2 separate regions of the Zea mays genome follow, and region 2 is linked to region 1. Evidence: chromatin contacts called from public Hi-C data. All regions are on one chromosome and are shown on one strand. The core of a region is the stretch at or near the end of the contact, and the rest is flanking DNA. Distances in the headings are between cores, read along the strand shown. Region 1 holds the start of LOC100193622. Region 2 has its middle 21 kb from the start of LOC118476701.

The links. A called contact is a pair of places that touch in the nucleus more often than the background predicts.
Region 2: a contact with region 1 is called in a Hi-C map of ear, with 4 times the contacts expected there. The contact joins the enhancer-like site here to the promoter of LOC100193622 in region 1. A contact is called at or near these places in 2 of 25 Hi-C or Micro-C datasets (ear and tassel).

Annotation. Positions count from the first base shown.
Region 1 is chr3:134,444,632-134,448,478 of Zm-B73-REFERENCE-NAM-5.0, reverse strand. It overlaps LOC100193622, which reads left to right and starts at 2,111. Exons shown (of 9, transcript NM_001138722.2): 1 at 2,111-2,288; 2 at 2,383-2,421; 3 at 3,608-3,661. The coding sequence starts at 2,205.
Region 2 is chr3:134,686,973-134,690,819 of Zm-B73-REFERENCE-NAM-5.0, reverse strand. No RefSeq gene overlaps it. Among protein-coding and RNA genes, the nearest start is that of LOC118476701, 21 kb to the right of the region's middle. Within about 2 kb of position 2,184, at least 6 of the 20 cell types and tissues checked have an H3K27ac peak or open chromatin away from gene starts, as enhancers often do. A contact at or near this core is called in ear and tassel, where this site is marked.

The DNA.
Region 1 (3,847 bases), core at 862-3,361:
TTGGGTGACATGGTGGCGCACCGTATAGTGCACAGTACCTGTCCGGTGGCGCATCGGACTGTCAGGGCCCTTGTCTTCCTCCAGCCGCGCAGGGCGAGCTCAGCAGCGCGCGAGCAAGAGGGGGGGGGGCGTTGGTCGGTGGTAGGTGGTGCTCGGGGCCCGACACAGTGGCGCAGAGCCCCTACGAACACCCCGTCGGTGAGGACGGAGGGGTGGGAAGGGGAAACGAAGGCTGCCGGCCATGGTGCTCACCTTGGGACGGCGCTCGGGCGAGCTCGGCAGCGTGAACAGTGGTGACAGGCGAGGCAACGACGACGCAGAGCAGTTGACGGGGTGGGGTGGTCACACGTGGGGGGAAGAGGAGGAAGGGGGCTTTATGATCCCCAGGCGTCGGCCATGGCAAGTGGGCGACGTGGGGGAGAGGGGCTGACAGGTGGGCCCGGGACGACGTGGGCGAACGCGCCGCGTGGGAGAAACGATTTGGGTCGATTGAGGGGGGAGGGAATGACAGGTGGGGGCTGGGCGCTAGGCGAGCGCGCCGCCGACGGACGGGCTCGTCCGATAGAGGAGGGGGCGCCGGATGGGCCGCAGGACGAGGACTGGGCCACACGCTCGTGGAGGGGGATGCCGGTGGGCCGTGGGACGGGGCCTGGTCGATAGAGGGGGGAAAAGAAAGGTTTTTCCTTTTTCCATTTCTTTTTCCTTTTCCTGTTTATTTCTATTTTGAACTCAAAAACAAATCTACCCCAAACTCAAATTTGAACTCCACAAACATATGCATCAACCAAAATAAATAGAATTTAGGGTTCAACATGATGCAACAATTCATATCCCCTTAGGGTTTAATCTCCTAGAGTAATAATATATCTCCAAATAAATAATCAAAACTCTACTAAAAGGAAGAGAAAAGAAATCTATAGAGAGGAAAAAAGAGGTAACTCTTGAATTTGGTAGATATTAGAGGAGAAATTTTTATACCCCAAATTCAGGGTGTTACACATTCACCCCTTGTTCGCCTATTCGATCCTTCAAGTACTTATTTTGAATAAGTAATATGGCTAATGATTCATAATTTTTTTGATGCCGCTCAACATGAGAAGACTTAAATTTCATAGGTATAACTCAATTATTACCGATACTTAATTATTTATAGATGAATTATTGTTTAAAGCTGTACACTGAATAAAACCCCACGGGTGACTCGCAACCCACCTAAAATCCGAACCTGCTAGCTGCGAGAGACTTGCGGGTTTGGAATTGCACTTGTGTGTGCGACCGCGAACGAGTTTAGATAAACTTCACAAGTGTAATTGCAGGTAAGTTTTTGCTCTATCTAACTTGAACTTGACCCATTACCTCCCTAGGTGGGAGTATAAAAAAGTCTTTATGACTGAAACCAAGAATTCGTAGTCGGAGCATCGTAATCGTATTATTCTCGTAAATACAATACAATTTTCGAAAATCATCGTATTTAAAAATTTAAAATTTAAATGTCCGTCAATGTCATACTATAGTCGTTAATAAGTAGATTAATTATAATACAAGATATATTTTCAACCAATCGATAATTATTTTGGTCTATAAAATATGGCGTGTGACCATTCACATACTACAGTCTCGAGGCTAAGCCTAGAGATGGTAATTGGACCTCGATCCTCGATTCCCATGGAGAATTCTTCCATTACGAATTAGGATGGAGAAGGTTCTCCCCTATGGAGTTTCGGAAAAAAAATTCTCTTCCGACGGATAAACAGGGACCCGTTAAATTTATAGTTTAAGTGAGGTCGAAGATCCATGATGATGATTTATCTCTACGGGGAACTATGATAGAGAAGAAATATCACTCCCCATAAGAAACAAGGATAGAGAAAAAATATTCCTCCCAAAAGAAATAAGGATAGAGAAAAAAATATTCGCCCCTATAGTTAACAAGGATAGAGAAAAAATATCCCTCCTAGGAATTGGTGAGGCATGAAAAACTTTTTTCACAGGAACGAGGACCAACGGAAAAGTTTCCGTTTCCCTGCTCGAGCCGCTCCCCCGTCCTCTTCCTTCCTCTCGAGTAGCCTGCCCTCGGTTGGTCGCTGTCCTATTTCAATTTCGAATCTCCCCTTCCCCTCAGTCTCTCACACGCACGCTCCTCCCCTACGCAGCAAAACCCTAACCCTAGCTGCGGACGCCGTCGCCGCCTCCGCGCCCAACCGATGTCTGATTCTGAGGCGTCCCCACCGCCCACTCCGGCCGCCGCAACGCCCGCAGCGCTGGTGGAGACCTCCCCGTCCTCGGCGGTGGGCAGCGAACGTTCCCTGTTCCTCTCATCTCTCCTGTGCTAAATCTGATTTCTGTTATTCTGTTCGCTTGGGCTTGTGTTTGGATTTTCAGAGGAAGGAAGAACTGCTGCCTGTGGAGGAAAAGATCTCGGTAAGTATCCACTCGTGTGCTCGGTTGTCACGGGCGAAAATGATGCTGTGAGTGGTTTGCGGGAGCAAGTTGCTATGTTCCGCTGGGCCGTTGTTTGGTGCCATGCTGTGGTGTGTTTGGTTGAGAAGCCAAGAGCGGCTCCATTCTAGTTTCTAAGAATGGAGCCACTCACCACTCTATTCTGTGTTTGGCAATTGGCAAGCAGAACGTAGCCACTCTATTTTTTATTTGGTTGAATAGTAGAATAAAACGGAGCTGGTATGTTCTTTTTGTTTGGTTGGAGAGCCATATGACTGTGGAGGGGAGGGGAGGAGAGGGAGGAGACAAGAGAGACCTCACGGGAGAGCACTTGCGTCCAATCATTTTGGTGGAGCGGGAGAATCCCAAATATTTTGGGTATATTCCCATTTGGAGACTTCAGGAGCCGATCCACTCCTCTTTTATTGGAAACTAAATATCTAGAAAATAGGAATGGAGCCGCTACATTCTCCTCCACTCCTCGACCAAACACACCATAAATGTATGGGAACTTGAGATCACACAGCAGCATTCCCATTATTCTTCTTGTAGGAGAAAAGATCTTCACTTTTCGGTAACCACTGAGGCCCTTTTCCAGATTCAATGGGCTGTGGTCTTGTACTCTTGTCTGAAAAATCTAAGAAGATCTGAACACTTTAGAACTGGACCCTTTGTGACAATCAACCTCCTTGTTGTGCATGATCAACAACTTGGTTATGGGATTGAACTGACATAATGTTTTTAAGTTCTGTTGAAGTGAGTCAATTTTTTAGCGGTATTGAGCTGATAGAAAATTACTGATCAAGAAGATCAAAGATAAGCTTACAAATAAACATATTCTAGTTGAAAGACCCTACTCGATGGAATTTCAACAGAAATAGAAAACCGGCACAGCAATCAAGCTGATGCCACTTGCCCAAATATTCATACCAATTTGACACATTATTCGTGTACCGTCCTTGTTGATGAAACCGATGCATAGTACAAACATTCTGAATAGAGGTGTTTAATAGTTTTTTTAACTCCCCACTCAATCACATTATTGGTAGTCTATGCAGTAATGATGAGGCTATATCTGATTATCTTTGTTTAGCGAATTCTTTGTGGAAGTAACCTTTAGATCTCTAGAGTTATAAAACTATTTCCTTGTTCTGTTTCTTTTGAGCAGGAATTAAGTGAATCACAATCAGAGCTTCTAGGGAGGCTCCGTGGGCTTAAGGAGGTCTGTTCTAATTTGTCTAACTTATTATATTCACTCTATTTAATGTTGTTTTTGTTATTGACGTACGAATCATGAGGTTTTGGGAACAATTTGTTCAATCCCAATTTTCATGAGTTTCAGTGTCATGCTTGAGGATATTTTCCACATTGGTTTCAATATTTTAATTTAAAATTTGTGGAATTATCA
Region 2 (3,847 bases), core at 935-3,434, 240 kb before region 1:
TGTGGCTGCACGACGGCGGGCAGCACAGCGGATGGGGCAGGCAGCGCGGCGGGCAGGGCAGCAGCGCGGCGGGCGGAGCGGCAGCGCGGTGGGCAGCGCGATGGCGGGCAGCACGGCGGTGGCGGTGTTGCTGCACGACGGCGGGCAGCACAGCGGGCGGGGCGGGCAGCGCGGCGGGCGGGGCAGCAGCGCGACGGGCGGAGTGGCAGCGCGGCGGGCAGCGCGGTGGCGGGCAGCACGGCCGCGGGCTGCACGGCGGGCGGGGCGGGCAGCGCGGTGGCGGGCAGCACGGCGGTGGCGGTGGCGGTGTGGCTGCACGACGGCGGGCAGCACAGCGGGCGGGGCGGGCAGCGCGGCGGGCAGCACGGCCACGGGCTGCACGGCGGGCGGGGCGGGCAGCGCGGCGGCGTGTGTGGCGGCGGGCGGGGCGGGCAGCGCGGGCAGCACGGCGGGGCGCAGCACGGTGGCCGGCAGGGCCGTGGCTGCGACGGGCAGCACGGGGACGACGGTGGTGCGCGCTGGGAAGATGGAAAATGAAATGGTGTTCCTTGGTCGCGCGGTTAAATCGCTTTATCTCCGACGACTGTAATACGGGCCGTCGGAGATAACCTTATGTCCGACAGCCCTCTGACAGCCGTCGGAGATAGGGCGTTATGTCCGACGGTCAGCCCAGGCGCTCGGACATAAGGCTACTTCCGACGGTCTCCTGCGCGGCCGTCGAAGATAACAAGGCCGTCGGAGATGTTTGTTTTTACTGTAGTGCAACACTTGGTATTCAAGGTTTGCGTTTCTTCAAGCTATTAAAAAAGCAAGACATTTCATATATACTAGCGAGGCTCAATAAGCTCTACATTAACTCAAAAAGTATCTAATGAATCCCTCGATGCTGGTTGCCCTTGAATTAGGGGAGACACTCTAGTTATACATCTTGGCCACCAATGATGTGGTCAGCACACCCCTGGTAGTGGAGCGGTAGAGTCCTAACATGTGTAGTTCTTGGTCTACTTCATCTCGAAGATACTCAACGCGTCCAAATTAAGATACTTTGATATCATAAAGATGGCATATGCTTTGCTCATTACTTCTCGCAAGTTAGTGCATTACTTCAAGCACATCGAATCGAAGAACACACATCTTCAACACTAGGGAAAGTACTACACAATAAAGACACCACTGGTAGAATTGTCAAGTGGGCCAGCAAACTCAGAGTATATGACATTGTCTTTAAGCCAAGAACAACTATCAAAGCTCAAGCCCTTAGTGACTTCGTCGCCAACTTGACAAAGATACAGATACCGTCTAAGTCAAAACCTTTAGACTATTGGACCGTCAATTTCTATGGATCCTTGCAACTCACTGGAGCAGGAGTGGGAGTGGTGGTTACTTCTCCGAAAGGTGAGAATTTTAAGTACATTCATTAAATACAATTTCTAGTATTAAACAATGTTGCTGACTATGAGGCTATGCTACTCAGTCTGCGAATTACTTCGCTCTCGACATTCGTCGGATCTGAGTTCTAGGTGACTCGTTACTTGTAATAAATCAAGTCAACAAAGAGTGGACATGTAGTGATGACAAAATGATGAGTTACTACCAAGAAATTTGGAAGCTCGAAGAAAAGTTTGCCGGGATCGAATTTACGCATATCTTGTGGGCTAAAAATAAAGAGGTAGACACATTGGCAATAATAGGATCATCAAGATCCCTTGTGCGACCAGGAGCCTTTTTGGCAAAATCAACTTCCCCAACCATTGGTAAGATGGTTGAGTCTCCTTCGGCCGAGTTAGCTAAACAGCTAGGCTCGGAGATGCTTGATGGTGGAGATCTCAGGGTAATGGTCATTAAATTGGATTGGCATGCACCTTTCGTCAAATATTTGCTAGACAGGGTCCTTTCTGAAGTCAAAACGCTAACCCTAAGTGCAGCGAAAATCTAAAGCTTGTGTATTAACAAACGACAAGTTATATCAAAAAAGCGCTTCAGGAATCTTGATGAGATGTGTCCCCACCGAAGAAGGAAGAGCACTGCTCAGTGAAATCCATTCAGGCATATGTGCAATTCATGCATGGGCTAAAACACTAGTTGAAAAAGCCTACCAGCATGGTTTTTCTGGCCAACTACGGTAACTGATGCCCAACAAATTGTGCGAACATGTGAAGAATGTCAATTCTTCGTGCACTAGGCCCACGTTCCGGCTGTGCAACTCCAGACCATCCTGGTCACTTGGTCGTTCTCTACTTAGTGTTTAGACATTGTGAGACCTTTCAAACCGACCAAAGGTATCTTTGCGGCTGACAAATTAACCAAGTGGATTGAAGCAAAACTTGTGTCAAAGATCACAGCCACAAGAGTTGTGGAGTTCATCCAGGAAATCCCTAACCAATTCGGCATCCCAAGATCCATTATATTATATCAGATAATAAGAGTCAATTTACTTCTCAAGTACTTATGGAATTTTGTTCTGAAAACGAGGTCATAGTGAACTTCACTTCTGTCGCTCATCCCCAAAGCAATGTCCAGATGGAAAGGGCCAATGGCCTTATTCTTATGGGTTTGAAGCTTAGGATCTTCGATCGCTCACATCCATATGCAGGGAGGTGGGTCGAACAGTTATCAGCAGCACTCTAGGGGCTACGGACGTTGCCGAGTTCCACACCAGATCAGACCCGTTCTTTTTAGTATATATGATGATGAATCTGAGGCCCATTCAACAAGGGGCTATTTATCAAAGGTAATATAAAAAGTTATTCAGACAATCAAATTTAACAAGAGGCTATTTAGTCACATTCTCTAGAAATAACTTAAACTTGGAACGGTGCATTTGTCATCCACTGTACATTTTCCAGTTACCATCGCAATATCATGACCCAACATGAAGGTAGATTACACCAGCAGACCTGCAGGTTACATAAACCAATCACTCTTCATCATCTTCATCGTCATCATCCGGAATGGCAGTGTCATCGCCAATACCCTGCAGAAGGGTATCCACATCTTCCCCGAGCTCTGCCAGCCTTGTGCTCAGCTTCTCGACCTTCGTTTGCTCCTGCCCAAGGCAGACGAGTAGATCATTCAGTTCTGCCTCACTGTCCTTCTCAGCCTCTTCCTTAGCTTGCGCTTTTATTGCTTCCACGTCAGGATATGGCACGCTGCCTCCCTGCCGCAAGGCTTTTACCTCGGCATCCAAGCGGTAGTTGGCCTGCTCTATGCTGTTGTAAGCTTCTGACAAGCTCTTGAGATCAGACTCCAGTTTTACTGAAAGGTTTCTTTGGTTGTTAGCTTCAGCTTCAATCTGGGACTTCTCACTTTTGAGTGCCCCTATCTGTCGTTTTGCCCCCTCCAGTTCTTGTCTGAGAGCTTCAATCTGGACCCTTTCTCGGCCACTGCTCGGTTTCTGTGAAGTATCTGTGGTCGTACCACCACCAGTTCTCAGTAACTCTTCTGCTAACATTGCATTCCGTGCCAGCAAGTCCTGACAGATGCCATTATAATAAATACCAGTGTCAGCTTCTTATACTTTCAGGTACAGCAGTGTCTGAAAAACACTGGCAACAACAGGCACCCAGAAATGAACCCATCAATCTAAAAACAATTATGTATGGTCACTAGCACAACAATTCAGAAGTTAACTTTAAGAGAACCATGCTATCTAAAATATTTTCTCAAGGAAATGCCCGAGTTTGCATGAATCAGCTTGTTTTTGGTTAATAAAACACAGGGTCCTCTAGTACCGGAGTATTTGACAACCTAATCTCAGTGCTGCCCAGAAGAGTGGCTGATCCTGCCAACATACCCTTCATTCAAGAAGGTGGTGTCGTAAGGAGCAAAGCTCCAACCAACGAGAAAT